Linked DNA regions of Cydia pomonella: region 2 is linked to region 1. Evidence: chromatin contacts called from public Hi-C data. All regions are on one chromosome and are shown on one strand. The core of a region is the stretch at or near the end of the contact, and the rest is flanking DNA. Distances in the headings are between cores, read along the strand shown.

Evidence for each region. Hi-C and Micro-C count contacts between places; a contact is called where the count stands out from the background.
Region 2: a Hi-C map of whole body shows a contact between it and region 1, with 2.8 times the contacts expected there. The contact joins the promoter of LOC133533948 here to the promoter of LOC133533782 in region 1. A contact is called at or near these places in 2 of 2 Hi-C or Micro-C datasets (both in whole body).

Annotation. Positions count from the first base shown.
Region 1 is chr2:10,118,156-10,120,855 of ilCydPomo1, reverse strand. LOC133533782 (D-aminoacyl-tRNA deacylase) reads left to right here and starts at 1,252. Exons shown (of 6, transcript XM_061872842.1): 1 at 1,252-1,434; 2 at 1,525-1,615; 3 at 1,742-1,869. The coding sequence starts at 1,392.
Region 2 is chr2:10,312,171-10,314,870 of ilCydPomo1, reverse strand. It overlaps LOC133533948 (golgin subfamily A member 5), which reads left to right and starts at 1,386. Exons shown (of 9, transcript XM_061873047.1): 1 at 1,386-1,510; 2 at 1,685-2,082; 3 at 2,483-2,641. The coding sequence starts at 1,704. It overlaps LOC133533918 (ralA-binding protein 1), which reads right to left and starts at 996. Exons shown (of 10, transcript XM_061873012.1): 1 at 838-996; 2 at 323-452. The coding sequence starts at 922.

The DNA.
Region 1 (2,700 bases), core at 3-2,502:
TTATTGCTAGCATAAAAAAATATTTTGCCTCTATTAGAATCATCCTTCTGAACGCATCCAATGTAGCTGTTAATGTCAAATAAATGTCAAGATGTCAGTTACTTATCGTATGTATTAGACATGTGTAAGTAATGCGCGTAACATCACAAATGAGATATCACTCAAACCCGTAATATTGCATTACGCATCACTCCGAGAAACCAAGCATTACTTCAAACATCACTCGAGCACATGACTGGCCGAAGCGCGCGTAAACTCGTAAAGCATCAATATAGATTGACGCGCCGGTAGTCTGTACGAAAGGTCCGTTCAAGTCTATATACAATCCGCGTAATGTATAATGAGCAATGAGACGTGATGGTGTGATGTGTGATGTTTGGTTGCCATGCTATCATTACTTTGCTATCCCGCTCGCACCCGCACTCACTGCTCGCTCGCTCTCATTCCGCAATGCTTTCGGAACACTTCGGATCGGTCCGCTCGGCCGGTCGGTAGCAGTCGCATTTGAGTTATTGCAAATTTCATTAAATTGATACGATAACGGATTTTTGCACCTGCAATCGATTTAAAACTGTAATGCGTTAACATAGAGCTTACAATGTTTTTAGTATTTTACCTATAAGGATGCGGCTAAATGATAATTCGCTTGCGAGTTTGAATTTGACGAACAAAAACGTATTTACTGTTTATTATTGTTGTGAAATGTTTGGTTTGGTTGACTTTCGCGGCAAACTAAATTAAGCACGAGTGAAGTTCCTTATTTATCTTTAATTTAATACTGAGCTAGTGTTTACAGTACATTCTCGTATCAGTATCATATCATAATTTTATTGATATACCCAAATAAAAATACTACTACGTGACTCTCGATGGCGTTATCTCATTAATTAACAGATATTTTCTTTTATTTTTTATCTATGATGCATATTTTAAGACTATAAAAATAAAAACATTAACAAAAACGATCTATCACATGGCGGTGACAAAACGCAATGCGTAATAGATCGACGCGCCGATATGATACGCCCTAGAGTCCTAACACTCGCTGCGTAATGTAGTTAGTACTGTGATGAGTGTGATGTTGCCATCACGCGCGCGCCCGCGCGCTGTATTCGTTCAGGTAAATGTTTCGTTTCGAGTGATAAGTGATGTGATATCTCAGTGTAACATTACGTTTTCGAAAAAGTGATGTGATATAGCATTACTTTTTGAAGCACTGTTTCGCGCATGTCTAGTATGTATGGTATGGTGGTAAAATTAGTCAGTTATTTTGTATTAAGCTAAAGTAAAATTGAGCATAATAACCGTATTACGTACTAGAAAGTAAAACATGTCCTCAGTATATTAAATAAAAAAACTACTTAGTAAGAGTATCACAGAAAAGTTCAACTATGAAAGCATTAATACAGCGCGTTATGAAGGCTAAAGTTACCGGTGATTTTGTTATTTTACCAAAAAATAATATCAGTTATACACTTACTGCATAGTGCGATGCCCTTACTAACCGCCCTATTCTAATTTCAGTTAACGGTGAAGTCGTCAGTAATATAGAGCAAGGGTTATGTGTTCTAATAGGAATTTCAAAGAATGATAACTTGATGGATATGGAATACATGTAAGTACGTTTGCAAAAAAATGTTACGGTATAATGTTTTCAGTTTCCAACATTTACACAAACAAAAAAGTATTGTTGCTGTTAATCACACCCAAGTGTAAGAATTTTTAATTGAATTACTTTCAGTGTCCGTAAGATACTCAGTGCAAGGTTATTTAATGATGACAGTGACAAACGATGGAGCAAGAGTGTGGTGGACAAGGATTACGAAGTGCTATGTGTTAGCCAATTCACCTTGTACAATACTTGGAAGGTTGTATTTCTTCCTTAACCTAATTATAGATTATGTCATTCACGAAGATACGTGCCTTGACTCGTATTGTCATGTTATTAAATGTTAGATAGTGCCTATGCACAGAAGAGAACCCACCTAGCGGGACACTGGCAGTGAATGTGTTGTGTGTGCGTTATTAATTTCTGAACATTGAAAAATAAGGAACACGGCCAATATTGGTCTGTATGATATAATATATATTGAAATAAAAAATGGGTTATTAGTAAAACCTATTGGTAGCTTTAATTTTTATGAATTGTAATGTTATATTTCAACATATTCATTTCCTTTTCAGGGTAACAAGTAGACATGCGCGAAACAGTGCTTCAAAAAGTAATGCTATATCACATCACTTTTTCGAAAACGTAATGTTACACTGAGATATCACATCACTTATCACTCGAAACGAAACATTTACCTGAACGAATACAGCGCGCGGGCGCGCGCGTGATGGCAACATCACACTCATCACAGTACTAACTACATTACGCAGCGAGTGTTAGGACTCTAGGGCGTATCATATCGGCGCGTCGATCTATTACGCATTGCGTTTTGTCACCGCCATGTGATAGATCGTTTTTGTTAATGTTTTTATTTTTATAGTCTTAAAATATGCATCATAGATAAAAAATAAAAGAAAATATCTGTTAATTAATGAGATAACGCCATCGAGAGTCACGTAGTAGTATTTTTATTTGGGTATATCAATAAAATTATGATATGATACTGATACGAGAATGTACTGTAAACACTAGCTCAGTATTAAATTAAAGATAAATAAGGAACTTCACTCGTGCTTAATTTAGTTTGC
Region 2 (2,700 bases), core at 137-2,636, 190 kb before region 1:
GTCATAGTAAGCTGTTGGTAGGTATAAGCAGAGTCATAATAAACAGATTCCACTGTAACAAATGGATACAAGTAAAGACAGAAGGGGTTATTGCAGGAATGATTTAGTGTATTTAAACAATGTTTATTATAAAATAATTACCAAACTATGAATTGAAAATAGGTAGTAAGCTCCAAATGTGCTTAGAAATATTAGAATAGTATCAGTTTTTAAAGTTTTAATCAATTTTTTTGGCAAGTGTAAAACATTCCCGCACCAAAAACCCCCATGTATGGTTATAATAGTCTGAGTATAACCACATTCAAATTTAAAATAAACAAACTTGGTGTCAGTGTCTTCCTCAGGTGAACTATCACCCTCTAATGCAGCATAGCCTCTATCTTTCTTCTCTTTTTTGTCTTTCCTGCGGCCCAACAGGTCCTTCTTGCTGGGTTTTTCGTGGTCATCACTGACTAAAATATTAAACAAGTTTTAACGATGTAATAAAGTTCATCACTTAAATTAAAGCAACTGTAAGGATCACATTTTCAGCAATATACAGATGGAAGAAAAAAAAATTATAAGGAATATATTCTTCTACATGAAGTGTTTATCCAACCGTTATATGAAATGTATACCATCAGCCACATTCACATGTCTAAATCGATGTTATACACTATTAATTATCGTTAAAGAAGTTTATCATAATTAATAGAAGACGCAGAAGCGATATTTTAAACACAGTTTATGCTGGGTTAAGCTTCAGATTACGTTAAATCTAAACTTACGTTACGTTAAATCGAAATCTAAAGTAATAAACATTGAAGATGTGCTACGCAGTTTGTATCAAAAACTTACAATCACTTTCGTTGCTCTTACGCCCAGTTTCTGAGGCATACAGTCCTGGAAAATCTTTCTCTACATCTGGACTTTCGAAATCCATTGTAAATGCACTGAAATACTGAATTAATTAGTAAAATTATTATTACGATTGTAGTTAATGTAGTTTACTGTAGTCAAAGAGCATATAATCACTACGTTACTGTAGTAACCACATTTTTGACAGTTATGAGGAGTTTTTTATTACTCAAATTTTTATAGCATCAGTGTTGCCAGTAACAAATTTAGTCGACTGCTACTCGACACTAGATGACGCTGTAATATAAATTTGTTTTTCAAGTTCCGAATCGTAAATTCTACACCTTACTTGCTTCTGACCATTCTAAATATAACATTATTTTGTCAATCGTGACACCTTACTTGTTTATCGTGTACATAATTGTGAATAAAGATTTTTCAGAGCATTTTGTAGTTTCAGAAATGTACTTCAAAGAATATTAATCTAATCAATGATTATGTTTAAAATTTTTATGCACAATTCGGACCTGTCTGTCAGTAATTTCGCAAAGGATCGTGTTTACGTGTAAAATGTCAAAGTCAAACGTCATTCGTATTTTGAGTTTGGATTAGAAATTGTATTAGAAACGAAATTCAATAAAATTGACATGCATTTTAAGAGTAGTATATACGTGTGAGTAATAATAATCTGTTTTATTTTCACCACAATATAATGTCAAAGTTTCTTTGTTGATTTTACTATTAATTTGTTTGAAACATGTTTCCTACTATTTGTTTACTTGTCTTCCCAAACTTAGTCTTGTTTTTATACTTTACTGTTTTCTCAAGAATAATTATTTTATTTCAGACATGTGTAGGTATTTAAAATGGCTTGGCTCGCTGACCTTGCCGGTAAAGCGGAGACGCTACTCAACAACTTAGACGAGCAAACTGGTGCCGCTCTACGAAGCAATGGCCCTAGGAGGAGAAATGAAGGGGAGTTTCCCGTACCAATTGGAAATCGATCAGCAAGTCCAAAGCCACGATTTCTAACATCAAGGACACCATTAGTGACTGAAACAATACCAAGTTATGGTCCTAGAAAAGCAACACTAACATCAAAACCGTTAGAAAATGACTATAAAAAAAATCCTCCAAGGAGGACTATGACTATGAAGGCTCTGCCTAAAGCAACTTATGACAATGGCCCTGTAACTTTAGTTAGTGGGACTATGCCCAGTGAATATTATGGAGTCAGACACAGAAGTGAGGAATATTAAATTGATCTTAATTATTTTTATTTAAAATTGTACAATATTATTCAGTTTGTATTGTCTAGTACTACTACAGTACCTATTAATTTCTTTAATATTTCAAGTATAGGCACTAAGTAGTCCCTATACTTGTATAGATACTACTATTAAGTAGTAAGTACATTTAATTTAAGTTAACTAAACCCTATCAATTAATTTTATTCTCAATTACTTAATACAGAAAATTAATCATTTTTGAGCAAATGGTAAACCTAAATAATACATCACATAGGAATACTTATATAAATAAGTACCCACAATATTCGGATTCTATAATAATATAAGGCAAGTTATTACACTCTGTTTTGAACTTTCATATTCATTATGATTCTATCACTATTATTTTATTACAGGATCAAGCTTACCAACAAATAGAGAACTAATTAATCAACAAAACTATGCATATGAAATGAATGATATAATTGTTGAAAATACTGTATTGAAAAATGAACTCAATGTATTGCACAAAGAGGTATCACAATTGCTTCTTAGGCTGGGGCAGACGGAGGATGGTAATGATGTAGTTAGTGAGCAAGGTATAGTAGTATCTGTTTAGTTTGGTATGGTTATT